Linked DNA regions of Mus musculus: all the other regions are linked to region 1. A link is a contact called in public ChIA-PET and HiChIP or PLAC-seq data. All regions are on one chromosome and are shown on one strand. Each heading gives the region's core, a stretch centred on a gene start, on an enhancer-like site or on the middle of the called end of the contact. The rest is flanking DNA. Distances are from core to core; before and after follow the strand shown.

What was found. ChIA-PET counts read pairs in DNA pulled down with a chosen protein or histone mark. HiChIP or PLAC-seq counts read pairs in DNA pulled down with a chosen protein or histone mark.
Region 2: a contact with region 1 is called in a FOXA1 HiChIP or PLAC-seq map of pancreatic cancer cells. The contact joins the promoter of Fam234a here to the promoter of Itpr3 in region 1. A contact is called at or near these places in 1 of 484 Hi-C or Micro-C datasets (CD4 T cells) and 1 of 115 datasets of contacts at active chromatin or transcription factors (pancreatic cancer cells).
Region 3: a contact with region 1 is called in an RNA polymerase II ChIA-PET map of memory CD8 T cells, with 5 read pairs. The contact joins the promoter of Uhrf1bp1 here to the promoter of Itpr3 in region 1. A contact is called at or near these places in 2 of 115 datasets of contacts at active chromatin or transcription factors (memory CD8 T cells and pancreatic cancer cells).
Region 4: an HNF4G HiChIP or PLAC-seq map of pancreatic cancer cells shows a contact between it and region 1. The contact joins the promoter of Neurl1b here to the promoter of Itpr3 in region 1. A contact is called at or near these places in 2 of 39 promoter capture datasets (both in liver) and 1 of 115 datasets of contacts at active chromatin or transcription factors (pancreatic cancer cells).

Annotation. Positions count from the first base shown.
Region 1 is chr17:27,055,448-27,059,286 of GRCm38.p6, reverse strand. It overlaps Itpr3 (inositol 1,4,5-triphosphate receptor 3), which reads right to left and starts at 1,983. Exons shown (of 58, transcript NM_080553.3): 1 at 1,613-1,983. The coding sequence starts at 1,701.
Region 2 is chr17:26,242,570-26,246,408 of GRCm38.p6, reverse strand. It overlaps Fam234a (family with sequence similarity 234, member A), which reads left to right and starts at 2,167. Exons shown (of 13, transcript NM_001206335.1): 1 at 2,167-2,403.
Region 3 is chr17:27,854,614-27,858,452 of GRCm38.p6, reverse strand. It overlaps Uhrf1bp1 (UHRF1 (ICBP90) binding protein 1), which reads right to left and starts at 1,946. Exons shown (of 21, transcript NM_001080769.1): 1 at 1,659-1,946. The coding sequence starts at 1,702.
Region 4 is chr17:26,412,914-26,416,752 of GRCm38.p6, reverse strand. Neurl1b (neuralized E3 ubiquitin protein ligase 1B) reads right to left here and starts at 1,894. Exons shown (of 5, transcript NM_001081656.3): 1 at 1,758-1,894. The coding sequence starts at 1,788.

The sequences.
Region 1 (3,839 bases), core at 734-3,233:
CATATACATGAGAGAGAGAGAGAGAGAGAGAGAAAGCGCCAGCAGAGGGATTCCCAGACAATGGAGGCTGCCTGGGGACAGGAAAAGGGACCTTAGATCCTTGGCTCTGTCAATCCTCAAGGTGATTAAATAGCATCTACCCTGTGTTCAGCCCTGAGCCAGACACATCAACAAAATGTGACTACTTCTGAGAATCTGCAGAGTTGGGGGGAGTCTGGGCTCCCACCTTTGGCTTTGCCACTCCCTCCCCAACACACACCCCATCCCAAGACAGCATGTTTAGTGCTGACTGCGCAGTTCCCCTGTAGCTCCCCAAGAAGGGCCCTGCCTGGCAGGGCTCTGAGCCAGGCCTGCAAAGATGCTGGCCCAGACGAGGCTCCACGCCTCAACTCTGGGCAACTTCAGAAGAGAAATCTGATGGGGAGATGTGTGTGTAGAAATTTCCATCTGACCCGGGAGGTGTGTAGGAGAGCCTGGAGGATGCTTGGAGAAGAGAGGGATGCTGGAACTCCCATCTCAGCCTCCTCAGGCAGAGAGGCCCTGGAGGTTTCTCCTCCCTACAGCACATTGAATTTCAACCACCAAGAGGAGAGAGCAAGGGAGCCAGGAGCCTCCCACCTGCAGGGCTAACTTTGAAAGAATTCCTGACACACTTCCAAAGCCCCCAGAGAGGAGTCACCCTGCCAGCAGCTGGATGGTGCTGACAACGTGAGATACCAGAACATTAGCCACTACCACCCCACCTGCCCGAAAATGGGACAGAAAGACCAGATCCGGGCTTGTGCGCTTCCTCCATCCCTGCAGCAACGAGGTGCTCAGGGTCTATCCAAAAAGATACTGGGATTCTAACCTCTCCCAGCTACCGGCCTGGCACCAGCATGGGATGGAATCAATTCCCTGCTTATCCAGCCCAGACCCCGGGGGGTGACAGCCAGAATTAATTAATGTTTGTAAAGTGCTCTAGAGAACCTGGGACCAGGGACCCAGGGGCGCCAGAGTAGCTACACAGGAAATTGACAAGGAGGGGGTGGCGGTGAGAGGGGGGCCAGCTGGCCAAGACCTGGACTGCCTGGACAGGGAGGGTAAAGAAAACACTCTGAAGAGGAGATGGGGCACAAGGAGAGTGAAAAGATGCTACCTCTCCAAATAAATAAATTAAATGATTAATTAAATAATTAAATAAACCGATTCAAGATGGGGCTATAGAGGTGAGTGCCAGGCTTCAGGCTGAGCCAACCCTAGCACCCCACCCCGAATCCCAAACAAGAACACCCAGGCCCTCTCCAACTCAGGCCCCAGCCACCTGCATAACCCGAGGACCACTTGCAGAGGAAGTCCGAACCCCTCAGCCATGAGTTAAGAAAAAGAGTGTGCCAGAAGTGGCGGGCTTCGTGGGCGCTGACGCCTTCTAGAACTCCCCAGGGCACCCGACTACTACCTGAGCAAACAACGCACTTCCTTTCTCTAAGAGAGGGGTGCCAGCGTCCCTTCGCTTCTGGAGACTGGGCTGTCCAAGCAAGCCTCTATCAAGGGCTCAGGGGACTGAACATTGGCAAACAAGCAGCTGGTACCGTGGTCCCGATGCCCCTCTCTTTGCCCTAGGCTCACTCACCCCAAAGTGCTGATGAAGCCATTGACAGAGCCCTCGGCGTACAGGGACACAATGTCCCCGATGTGAAGAAAGCTGGACATTTCATTCATGGCTTCGGCCCTCCGGGGCTCGAGGCGACGAGGTCGCCCTGAAGCGAGCTGCCAGGCTCGGTGCAGAGGACTGAGGCGCGCTGGGCGGAGAGGGGCGCAGTGCCACCTCGCAGCCCGGCGACCCGGACGATCGGGACGGCAGGAGTAGGCTGACTGCCACCAGAGAGCGAGGAGGCGCGGCGCGACCCGGGTCCGGGTGAGGAGGTGCCTGCGTCTCTGCGCGCTCGCAGCCCTCCAGCCCGGCCGGGCCCGCGCGTACCTGCAGCCTGGAAGGAGCAGGAAGTCTGGGGCCGCCACACACATGCAAATCCCGCCTGGGAGGCGGGGAGGCCACACCCCACCCCGCCCCCGCCGCGGCTCCCACGTGCACCCGCGCCCCAGGCTCGGCCTCTTCTACACCGCGCGCGTGCACGCCTGCACCCCCTAAAGCGCCCAGCTTGCCACCGGACGACCCCCAGGCTCTAGGGCGTTCTCTAGACGGCTTGTCCACCAGCACCGCGCTGCACTTCGGGGCTCTCCACCCTCGGAGATCCCCAGCTCGCCTAGCCTGCGGCCCACGCGTGGCTGAGCACACCGGGAACTTGGCCACGGTCACCCTGCGGCAACCGCGCCCAGCTGAGAACCGTCTTGCGCCTGGATGCGCGCTCAAGCCCTTAGCGTTGCAAATCAGGATTCATTTCTCTCAACATGAAAAGTCTTTTCATTGCACAATAGAAAGTGCTTTGACTTGGAGGGGAAATGAAGCAATGGGGTGGGTTTGGGTTTTTTTTTGTTTTTTGTTTTTTAATTGTCCTTGTTGGGGTTTCTCTCTCTCACTCTCTTTCTCCCCACATTCCTGTGTACAAAGAGATCCAACTTCCGAATCAGTTCAGCCGCTCCCTCTCCAGGAGGAATTGGCTCCAGTTTCTCTTGGCTCCTTCTGTCTTTGCTTTAAAATAAATAAATAATACTGGGAGGGGGAGAGCATTACCTCCTCTAGTTAATAGTGCACCCCAGCGCCCACTGAAACAAGTTCTCGTAGCGGGCCCTTGCTCACAAAGTTCAGCCCTCAAACTCATCGCCAAGTTGACTACTTTCTGTTCTGCGCCACGGAGGCTGGGCGTTTGCTTCCTCCTAGAGCTTTGGTTTGAACTCCTGAGATAAGAATGCGCCACCACCACCCCCTTTGGTCACGTTTGCTCCCTCCCACCCAGCCCCCCTTATTTCCTGAGGGGCGGGGATGGGGGCGTTTGTCCCTGGGAGAAAAGGAGGAGGGGACTGGAGACAGAAGCAGGAAGAGACCCAGGAGGGGTGGAGACAGCCGCCAGCCGTGAGACAGCTGCTGACCTGCACCGAGAGTTCTTGAGTGCAGGGGATTTTTACCAAGACCCTTAGAACTGGTGGTAGTGGTTAGCCAAGCCTTTAATGGGGAAGTAGAGGCAGGAGGACTGGGAGTTAAAGGTCGCATAGTAAGTTCGAGGTTTACCTAGGGCACGTGAGAGTCTGCCTCAAATAAATGTAAGAATGGGCTGGAGAGATGGCTGAGTGGTTAAGAGCATTGCCTACACTTCCAGAGGATCCAAGTTCAATTCCCACCACCCACATGGCAACTCACAACTGTCTGTAACTCCAGTTCCAGGAGGTCTGATGGTCTCACACAGATATACATGCAGGTAAAACATCAATGCACATAAAATAAAAATTAATTAATTAATTTAAAAAATCAAAACAGGGGCTGGTGAGATGGCTCAGTGGGTAAGAGCACCCGACTGCTCTTCCAAAGGTCCGGAGTTCAAATCCCAGCAACCACATGGTGGCTCACAACCATCTGTAACAAGATCTGACGCCCTCTTCTGGAGTGTCTGAAGACAGCTACAGTGTACTTACATATAATAAATAAATAAATCTTTTAAAAAAAGGGCCTGAAGAGGTGGCTCAGCAGTTAAGAGCACTGGCTTCTCTTCCAGAGAGCAGGGATTTGATTCCCAGCACCCACGTGGCAGCTCACAAGCATCTGTAATTCCTCTGCAGGCACTGGGGACATTCCTGGTGCCAGATATACAAGCAAGCAAAGCACCCACACACATAAAATAAATAAACCAAAGTCCTTAAAGACCCCCAAGAACATGGATCAAGTGAACTCCTACCAACTGAGTGAC
Region 2 (3,839 bases), core at 918-3,417, 810 kb after region 1:
CTCTGAGTTTGAGGCCAGCCTGGTCTACAGAGTGAGTTCCAGGACACACAGTAATGAGTAATTATCCACAGTAATAAGACTGCACCATCAGCAATAAATAGATTAACAATTTAAAGTGTATTGAGGGTTGGGTCTTATCAGTGACAGTGATAAGAGTGTTTGCCTAACATACACTGGGCCATGGGTTAAGCTCCCATAACCTTCCCCAACCTTCAGATCACTAAGTGTAGTGTTGCAGGCCTATAATCCCACCAAATGATAGAGGCAGGAAAAACAGGAGTTTAAAACTAGCCTTAAATATGTAAAAAAAAATGCAAGGCTGACCTGGGCTAAATAAGAACTCCATCTTAAAGAAGAAGAAGAAGAAGAAGGAGGAGGAGGAGGAGGAGGAGGAGGAGGAGGAGGAGGAGAAGAAGAAGAAGAAGCAGCAGCAGCTAGGGTTGTACCTGAATTGGTAAGGCGCTTATCTACCAACCACAAAGCTCTGAGTTAGATTAACAGCACTATATAAAATCAGTGTAATGGCACACCAAGAGGAAACTTCTAGTTCTTTAGAAAGTTAGCTATGCCAAATGATGGTTTGCTGAGACACACGGATGAAAGGATGTCTTTTTTATTTTTTATTTTTTTCATTTTTCTTGAGACAGGGTTTCTCTGTGTAGCCCTGACTGTCCTGGAACTCACTCTGTAGACCAGGCTGGCCTCAAACTCAGAAATCCGCCTGCCTCTGCCTCCCAAGTGCTGGGATTAAAGGCGTGCGCCACCACTGCCTAGCTGAAAGGATGTCTTGATAAAGCAAACACATAAAAGACTGTTTTCCTGAAGCAGACACAAGTGAAAGGATGCTTGTTGGATATAGCAGACACGTGTAAGGACTCTTGATAAAGGAGTATAAATGTGACCCCACAGACAGTGGGAGAGGAGCACTGAGATTTGGTTTGCTCTGCCTTGCTATTCTTTGCTAAAGACACGCATGTATTTGTTCGCCTTACATAGCATTGTTGAGCTCACCTTGTGGTAACACTGCCATTGAGAGAAATTATCCAAAGAACTGCTTGTGAGGTTCCTATGGCAGCTTGCAGCTTCTGCGGCCTCACATCAGGCTGGTTGGCAAATCTAGAAGTTTCTTCAGGATTTAACTACAGCTGCCTGGTGTCTGCTTGCTGAAAGGACTGGACTGAAGCTGCTGGTTAGTGTCTGGTGTCTGCCCCCCTAGAGGACTGGACTGCAGCTGGTGGTTAGTGTCTGGTGTCTGCCCCCCTAGAGGACTGGTCTGCAGCTGCTGAATTGTACTTGGTGTTTGCTATGGGACTGAACTGCTGCCCAAGAAGATCTAGCTCACCCCTAAAGAATTATTGCTGAACCGGTCCATTTCACCCATATCCTAATAACTTTTCTCTTCCACTGCCTCTGCTGGGTTGTAGGCTAGAGGAGAGGTTGGACCCTTATTAAGAGTAGGTTGCAGCCGGGCATGGTGGCACACGCCTTTAATCTCAGCACTGGAGAGGCAGAGACAGGCAGATTTCTGATTCGAGGCCAGCCTGGTCTACAAAGTGAGCTCCAGGACAACCAGGGCTACACAGAGAAACCCTGTCTCGAAAAACCAAAAAAAAAAAAAAAAAGTAGGTTGCAAAAAATTTATGCCTACTCAGAGAGTAAAAGTCCTTGCCAAGCTATTGTGCAAGCCTGTAACCTAAGTTCGATCCCAAGAACCCACATAAAGGCGAAAGTGAACCAGCTCTACAAAACTGTCCTCTGATCTTCCCTTTCTGTCGTAGTGTGTGTCTCTATGTGCCTGCGTGTGCACTGAGGAAAGAAAATACCGTGGCCAGTAAGTGATCGGAAAGATACGCAGGCTAGAAAAAAGAAGCCTTAGCATGGGCCTTCTGTCTTGTCTCCATTCATGGATTCCTGGGGTTAGTATGGGAACACCAGGCCTAAGCCATCACAGCATTATCATGCCAAAATGCTCCTGCACAAACAGGCTCTCTGCTCGAAAAGGGCAACACTGGACACAGTGGCCGTGTTGCTAAGCAACCGACTCAGTCAACAGAACGGAATCGCTGTGGTACGCCCCTTCCGCTGGCAGGAAGTGACGCACAGTTCAGGTGGGCCGAACTAAGGGGGGGGGTCACAGCCTCTCTGGGGCGGGGCCTACTGCGGGGCGGGCCTCCTGGGTGGGCCCAGTGGGGGCGTGGCACGCTGCCCTCGGGGCCGGGCGGACCGGGGTGCGCCGGGGAGGGGCGCTGCTGTCCGGCGTAGTCTGTACTCCTGTTCAGCCGCTGTCCTCCCGGGAACCTTGGGGATGTGGATCCCGGATTCCAGGGACCGCAGTTGAGCCAGCCTCGCCAGTCCTGTACCACTTGCTGAGGAGCAGGATCTCGCGGACAGGTCCGAGAGCAGGTCAGGATCGGACTAGGTAACTCTTAACGCGCGAGCTGGTTCCGGCCAAAGCCGTCTGCGTTCGATCGCCCGGAGCTAGTGGGGGCCAGGAGCGGGTCCCGCCTCCACTTGCAGCTCACAGCTAAGGTCGGCCCCGCCTGAGCTCCCAGAGTAGCAGTGCACAGGGCCTGGCACCCTCAAGCGTGCTCAACTTGGCCAAACAAATCTCTGCTCCGTCGTGTCTGTTCCCTGGAGGGCGCTGTGGTGACCCGGAGCGACAGGGGTTGACCTACCAGAGGAACTTTGTGCTCCGGTGGACATGTTCCTTAAATCCTAACGCTCTTTGGGCCCCGTGTGTTTAGTATCAGTGAGAATCAGTTCATGTTCTTCAAGTTCAGGCCCAAGGCAGTGAGGTGGGTACGGTCAGGAGTGGTTGGTGATGGGGTTGTCTTCATATTCCACCCTCACAGTTCTAATGTTCTTTTAAGGCCACCACCGCCTCCTGCTGCCTTGAACTGGAAGCAATCTTCCTGCCTCATTACACCGAGCTGTCTGTTTCTTCTCTGTACTGGCGTTTTTTCTTACTCCTTCCATTGCCTCCTTGTATTCCTTATATGTTGCTTTATAACAAACAAGAAGTTTATTGGTTTATCCTAGCAATCTTTATCCTAGGTGTGGTGGTGGATTTCTGTAATCCCAGAAGTTGAGGCTGAGACATATGAATTTGGAGTTTGAGATAAGCCTGGGCTACAATATGCGGTCTTCCCCAAATGCACAAAATAAAACAACCTTTATTAGTCAACACTTTCTGTGGGTAGGGAATCAGTCTACCTGGGTGATGATGGCCCAGTAACTCTCGCCAAGTTGGGGGATCCAAATCCAAGATAGTGGACTCAAAAGACCAGTGGCAGGAGTCCTCATTGTTTTCTGTTGGTATCTGCCTTCCCTCAGAAGAGTTATCTGTAAGGGAAGTGGGGCGATAGGGAGTGATAGAAACCACTGTCATTATGACCCAGTTTGCAAAGTCTAACTCCCCCCTCCACATTCTTTTTGTATTACTAGGTACATAGGAGGTGGGTACAGCAGAGCTTATGAAATGAGTGTGTGCATGCAAGAGTGAGTGTAGGTGTAGTGTGTCAAGGACAGTGACCTGTAGGGGCTCTCCCTCCTCTATATGGGTTCCAGAGAATCCTCTTGTCACAAGTCTTCCAGTGGTGGAATTTTGTGTCACCATCCCAGAACCCTACTAACCGACCTAGCACCCCAGCTCCTCACCTCCCCAGCTCCCCAACTCTCTTTTGGGAATGGAGTTTTTTGAGACAAATTTTGCTTTTATCCCTGGCTGGCCTGGAACTCATGGTATAGACCAGGCTGGCCTCAAACCAGAGGTGAGCCTCTTTGCTCTTTCAAGTACTAGGGTCTCAGATATATGCTACCAAGTCCAGCTTGTGAATGTT
Region 3 (3,839 bases), core at 697-3,196, 800 kb before region 1:
AGCTACAAAGTAAGGGAGGCACTGCCTCAAGAGAGAGACAGAAGGACCGACCGACAGACAGACAGACAGACAGACAGACAGACAGACAGCAAGAGACAAAGAAAAGGTCAGCAGAAAGGCTCAACAGGGCAAAGTGTTTGCCTCACAAGTCTGATGACCTGGGTTTGATCCCCAGAACACATTGTGAAAGTGGAACTAGACAATGACTCCCCAGAGTTGCCCTGCAACCTCCACTAGCACACTGTGGCACTTCTGCACCTCTCTGAACGCACACAAAACAACACACACATACCCAATAAGAACAATTAGCCACACAAGTTGTAACCCCCAAAATGCCCGGTGTCCTACTGGGCGCTCTGTGAGGCTCTTAAATAAATCTTTCAATATAAAAACACATGGAGTCTTCTAATTTATCACTGTCTCACCACATGGTCCAAGTTGGCTGGGAACTCTACTGTAGGCTGGCCTTAAAACCCCACTCCTCCTACCTCAGCCTCCAAATGCTAGGACCTCGGGGGTGTGTGCACCACAGCAGCCTAGATAGTCTTTGACGTATCTACTACTACTATCTAGTTTGAAAGAGATAAACGTTGAAGAGGAAGTGCCCAGACTCCAGGAGCCGGCCCTTCAGTCATGCACATAACAGTTAATCAAACAAGGTATCTGAATCTAGCTAATAAATGTCTAAGATCACATAAGCCAATGTCAGCCAGGCAACGGGGGACACCACGTCAGGGACAGAGGCTCACACAAGCCCTGGTGTTCCATGTTGACTGGCAACACTCACACACACCTCTTGAAAACCACTAGTCACTGTGCTGCCAAACTCTGGATCACTAGAGCCTCTGAGACAACCTAAATTAACAACCATCACCAAGCTAGAATAAGCAGCGAAAACCAACTGCAAAGCTAGCTCCCAATTTTCGCAGCCACCCATTCTAACAAGCTGCATCATCACGCAGAGACCAGGAGTCCTTCAGATATAGCTGAAAAGTGTCTTGCCAGCTAACCCGTCATGCCCCAAATACAGAGCGACAGGACAGCTTAACAGGAGGCCACAAAGCACAAGTGGACACTGGCTGTCAAACAAACCTCCATGGCATCTTAAAGGGAAGGCTGCTGAAACTTTATCCCCCACCTCCGCTGACCTTTCTCCAATCCGTCTGTGTACGGAGAAGAAAGCGGACCCAGAAAGGAGGGAGGTCCGAAAGGACGACCAGCCTCGGGTGAAGGGTTTATATCTTTTCAAGAGTGATGCAACAGGGTCAGACAGAAGAGGAGGAGCTCGCCTCACAGAAGGAGAAAGCCGGCGTCGGCGCTGCAATCGAAGGGGACCTGGGTAATCCAGCACGGAGCGGCAAAGCCAGAAATGAACCGGCGCTGGGCGGCTCGGCAGGCGGGAAGAGGCCTCCAGGGCTGGCCTGCCAGGTTCCGTGCGGGTCTGGAAGGTACGGCCAGGAAAGGGCTGGGTGACCCGCGCCGAGGAAGGAGGCGGCGACGGGGGTGGGGAGGAAGGTGGCCCGGGCGAGGGAGTAATGCAGCGCCGACAACGGCCCGCAAGAGTTGAATCGCGCCTGCAGGGAGCCGCTCGCCCAGAGCGGCCGGAGGGAGGTCGGAGGGCTCGGAAAAGGACCGAGTACGCGGGGTGGCGCTCTCACCGGGACAGATGCTTCAAGATCTGCTTCTTAATGATCCCGGCCATGCTGCAGCCCGGGCCCGCGTGGAATGCAGGCAGACGGGCAGCCGTGGCCTCCTCAGTTGTGGAAAAGAGGCGTCCTCTCACCTCGCCGCGGCGCGGGCACCGGCTGCCGTAGCCACAGTGGCCGCCATGGCTCTCTGTCGCCCCTAACTCAGCGCCAGGAGTTCCGCCGCGTTCCCACCCGCCCGTGCGGCGCCGCAGGATCCCGCGGAGCAGAACCCAGACCGCACGCCACCCTCCGGGATCCCCGTGGCGAGAGCGCACGGCGAGGGGCGGGGACGCGCGCGGCGGCACAGGCGCAAGGGATGAGGGGCGGGGCGGCGGGAGCTCAGAGGCATAGGGGGCGGGGCAACTGCGCGGGGCGGGGCTTACACGCTCAGAGGCGGGGCTCACTCTTCCAGAAGGTAGATGGTGGCATTCGCCTTTACTCCGAACTCTCCAGAGCCAGAGGCAAGCAAATATAGGACCTTGAGACCAACCCTGTCTACATGGGGACTACCAAGACAGGGTTACATTAAGAGACCTTGTCTCTTCTGAGTTCGAGGCCAGCCTGGTCTACAAAGTGAGTTCCATGACAGCCAGGGCTATACAGAGAAACGCTGTCTCGAAAAACCACAAAAAAAAAAAAAGACCCAAGAAATCTAACCTTTAATGCTTCCAGTTTCAAGAAAAATATCTGCAGTTATTAAGCTGCTAAATACATAAGGCCTCCGTGATAAAGTGCTCGCCAAGCCTTGGGCCACTCCATTAAACACAGATGGAGGCTCCTTCCACTCTTCACTGTATCCAGGAGATACTCAGATACCATCTGACCAAAGCTACAAAACTGGGGCAAGGGCTGAATCCTGTTTCCATGCATGACAATGGCTCAGTGCAGGATCTCATTTCCCAATGCACCATTCTGACAAACTGCTGAGGTCAAAACGCCGAACAACCACAGCAAACCTAACCAACATACTTTGCTTAAAGCCCCCTTTAGGAAATTTAAATGTCTATTGATCATTAGTACATGACTCAATATACTTAACTGCCTTTTGAAAAGGGAGCAATGGAAATGAGAGCCAATGTCTTTAATTCTCGCTATTTCGTGTGGTTTTGCTTTCTTGGTAAGTTTGGCGGGAGTAGGAATTAATTACATCAAGCAAATGAGGTAAGTACTCCACTCAGACGCACCGCCCCCCAAAGACGGAGTGTTTTTATTTATCTGTGCATTCCTATGTGAGTGTGAATGTCATGTGCCCACAGAGACCAGAAGCTGTCAGATTCTTTGGCACTGGAGTTACAAGTAGTTGTGAGCCACTTGGTGTGGGTGCTGAGCACTGCACCTAAGCCCTCTAGAGCAGCACTTAGCAGGGAGCCATCTCTCCAGTCCCCAGGTCTTTTAAGTTTACTCTTGGAGCCCAGCGTGGTGGCGCAAGCCTTTAATCCCAGCACTCTGGAGGCAAAGGCAGGCGGATTTCTGAGTTTGAGGCCAGCCTGGTCTACAAAGTGAGTTCCAGGACAGCCAGGGCTACAAAGAGAACCCCTGTCTCGAAAAACCACCAAAAAAAAGTTTACTCTTGGTTGAGATTGAGACAAGGTATCCAGATATAGCCCTAGATGGCCCAGGGATTGCTATGTAGATAGACCAGGATGTGGCCAAAGTGGCAGCCATCCTCCTGTCTCTGCCTCCTGAGCGCCAAAAAATGTGGCTGTTCACACCACACCTGGCTATACTGTTTTAGTCACTGCAACTAACATTCATTGAGCTTTCACAAGCTGTCGTAAGTTCCTTCTGAAACTTTATTCATAACTAGCAATGTTTCCAGATTGAGATTTAATTTTAATTTTAAACACTGAGACAAAAAACATGGCACAAGCCTTTAGTCCCCACAATCAGGAGGTGGAAAAACAGGTGGATCTACTTGAATCTGAAGCCAGCCTGGTCTACAGACTGAGTTTCAGGACAGCCAGGGCTACACAGAGAAACCCTGTCTCAAAATTAATCAATCAATCAATCAAAAAGAGAGGATTGAGAAGGAGGGGGGGTGGAAATTGTCGGACAATAGTTTTTCTTGTTGAGACAGGGTTTTCCTGTGCAGCCCTGGCTATCCTGGAAATAATTTCTAGACCAGACTGGCCTAAAACTCACAGAGATAGG
Region 4 (3,839 bases), core at 645-3,144, 640 kb after region 1:
CAGTCATACAAACACGAAGCCTTATGAAGGTGTCCCCATTAGGGCAGAGAGTGTAAGGTCCCTGGAAAAGGTGACCAGAGAACCTGGTGGTGAGACAAGAAAGAACAGTCCAGGTGTGAGAGGATGTAAAGATGCCAGAAGCCAATGGCAGGTGGATCTAAAAACAATATATAAGTCTTTACATTTTGGGCACCTGTTATCTGATGTGCCTCCTCACTGAGGGTAGGAGGTTCCCACACAGCATGAGGTGACCTGCCTTGACTCTGAGCCCCCAGCCTAGAGTGCTCCACCCACAGCATCAGACTCCAGGGGAATGGGCACCCCAGCAATGTGTGAGCACCTGGTGAGACAGCCTGTCCCTTGCCTTGCTCCAAGTGTGACCCACAGGTGGCAGAATGGCTTTTTAAAAAACCAACCAGAATAGCACAGGAATTCTAGTTGAGTATGTACTGTGTCTCCGTCATGGGCTTCTGTGACTGCCATCTCTGATGTGACCTCAGGTCCCTCCAGATCGGTGGCTGGGTCTCTTCAGCCTAGCAAGAAGCGGTTATCACTCTGTCTAGTACAGACCCAGGTTCCAAAGCCACCTCTGAAGCTGACCAGCCTGTGACTCCACCTGGCTGACCTTAGGAATGATCCAGTAAAAGCCACCCAGGGGCTTGTTAGTAGAAGGGGCTGTCTGTCTCCCCAGTGGTCCTTAGGTCTCAGGTTGGTCCAATCCCTTCCAGGGGAAGAGACAACTCTATTAGGATAACTGCCGGAGGAAGGGCTGTGGGGGTGTCAGAACAGAGATGGGGTGTCAGCTGGGCTGTGCTAAATCTGACCTACAGCCAACTTGCTTCTTCTCTGAACTACCCTCCCCCAACACACACACACACACACACACACACACACACAGAGAGAGAGAGAGAGAGAGAGAGAGAGAGAGAGAGAGAGAGAGAGAGAGAGAGCCTCTGCTTAAGGATGCTGCGAATGCCGAATGCCCAGTTTTATGCCCAAACACTTCTGAAGACTTGGGACACAGTGGGGGTGAGGGGCGGGGCAGACAGGCTGACAGGGCCCATGCAGTCTCCCACCACTGCCTGTCACCGGGTCATTTCTCCTGTACTGAGGTTAAACTTCTTGTGTAAAATCGGGGTGTCTTTTCTTAGGAGGACGATTCTTTGCAGACAGGCAGTGACAGCCTCGGCGCGCTGACATGTTCCACCATCACTAGGTATTTTCAGCGAGGCGTGGCGTCCCCCGGCCTCCGCACGCCCGCCCCACGCCCCTCGCCCACCGCCTTTCTCGGGTCTAGGAAATTCTAGGGCGCTTTTAACTAGGGGGCGATGCGCCCCACAGCAATGGCTCAGATGGGGCTGGGAGGGCCCCCAACAGAACGGACACCCGAACGGGGCGCAGCCGGGCGCGCGTGGGAACGCCGCCAAGAACTAGCACGTGTGCCGGGGGCGCCTGTGGACTGTACGCGGAGACCCGGGACACCCGCGCCCTGCAACCCCCCTGAAGGGTTCCGGCCGGGGGAAGCCCCGATACCTCCCTCCGGCTCGCTCATTAGCGACCTCCGGCTGGAACAAAGGCGTGGGGCGCACGGCCAAGGCCAGGAAAACCAGGAGGGGTCCGCACATCCCTGCAGGGGTGCGGCTCCGGGGCTCGGGCTCCGGCAACCAGGCTCTGGCTTGCACCCGGGCTCCGCGGCTGCGACGACCCGGGGAGGACCAGGCGCTCCGCGCCACTTCGGGGCGCGGCTCCGGGCGTACCTGGCAGGGTCCGGTGCACCGTGTTGCCCATCGCTACTCCGAGACTCGCGGCGCGGGGCTAGCTGGGCGGGCCGGGGGCCGCGGCCGGGCTGCGGGGCATTGCCGCTGCACCGGCGACCGGCGGGCGGCAGATGGGCGGCGCGGGCGGCGGCGGGAGGAGGCGGAGCCACCGGCCCGGGCGCGCCCGCCCCGCCCCCGCGCCCGCCACCAACCGTGCTTGGGCGGGGCTGGGGCCGCCGCCGCGTCTTTTGAAAGTTTGCACCGGTAGCGCGCTGGAGAGGCGGGGCTGGCCTCCTGCCCTCGTCGTTCCCGCGCGCACCGACCTTGCTCTTTTTGCCAATCGGGATGGGTCGCCGGGTGCCGAGTCCTTGTCCAGGCATTCGGCCACTTTGGGTGGTGCCTCGACTCAGGGACGACGCGCACACATGCAGGTCACGCCAGACAGTGTCAAGGGCTCCATGACAGTCCATCCAGGGTGAGATGGGGGTGGGGGGTAGGGATGGGGAACTTCTCCATCCCCTAGGCCGCATACCTAGGAGGAGAGACTTCAGTATGTAGTGGTTGTTTAGGGGGGGGGGCGGGACCCAGACTTGAGCTCACTGTGCCTTCTTCATTAAAGTACTGCCCACACCCTATGTACCAGGCCCTCTGCTGAGCCCCAGACGCAGTCCCTGCTCTCAAGGAAGAGAAAATTAGCAATCAAGATCACATAGTGGTCAAAACCAACAATAACATTGAAGTGTCAGATAGGGCCGGCTGAGGGTTTTTGAGAGAACGAGGTGGCATGTGAGGTGGGTAGTGTTGCCAGGAGGTACGAGGCGGCGGCGTTGGGGGGGGGGAGGGGGCTGAGAGGGGGAGGTGCATCCACTCCCACCGCATAAATCTTTTCTCAGAACCTTCCAGCCTTGGCTACTCTTCTATAAAAGGCCAGCTAGCCCATGCCACCCCTAGTCCAATTCACAGACTAACACACCAAGGTGGGGGAGGTGTAATGACTCTGTGAGGAGACCCAGTCCCTAACCATTACTTTCAGACTCCCATACTCAGTACTCTCGTCAGTTTAGGAAGCAGGGTTATTACCTCCACAGCACAGACAGGGTAAACCGAGGGTCAGTGGGTAGACGAGATGTCCAAACCTATCTCCCAGTGGCTGAGGGCAAGCTCCCTCTGAAACGGAGTAAAAAGAGGTGCTCAGAGGACCGCCTCCTGCCTTGGTTTCTCGTTGTCCTCAGACTCTCCTCTGTTGTTCCCCAGGAAGCCATGGCCAGACCTATTCTGTACTGAGTTTCTAATTCTCAATTACAAGTGCTCTCAGTTATTTAAAATTTCACCCCAAACTCTGGTGGGCAAAGGTACTTTAGCTGGGTAGGCCTTCACTCTGTATGACCCTGGGGTCCTTAGAGAGGTCGCCATTGCTATAAAAGGAGTTGAGGAATTTCACTTAGATAAAATGGCTCAGGGCAACAGGACTTTGTGGCGGCAGGGTGGGGAAGCTGCTGTTAAAAAGCCACTTTCAGAGCACTCCAGCAAGTGGCTGTGTTTCAGTCACCTCCCCAGATGTTCGCTGCAGCCACTGAACCCACCGCACCCCAACTGTTCTGGTGTGTGTCTCGGGGTGGGGAGGACATGTAGATTTGAAAGGCTGAGGTTGAGCCTCTCGGTCCCCATGTGGATGTGCTGTGGGGAAATGCTATGTCTTCCACGTCAGTGGCAACAACAGCAGACCACACAGGAAAAAAAAAAAAATCAGGACCAGGGAACTTCTTGAAGGTCCAGAGCTCTAAATTAGTGTGTTAAATAACATGAGCTTAAAGCAATGTTATCTTCAACATTGCTTTAAATGGAGCTGATATCACCCTGTGTGACAGTGATAATTCATTGTGGTGGAGGTGATAAGCCTGCGCCTGTAAGATAATAAATTAACCTTATAAATGAGCATCTGCCTGCCTCTCTCTCTTCCCCTCTTGTCTTTTTTTGGACTCTAGCTTGACACGCATGGGCTCTTGGGAAGGACGGAGGTTGTCCTTCTATCTACAGTCCAGGTAGATTCTAGACTGTCTCTTATTTGAGTATGTATGGTAA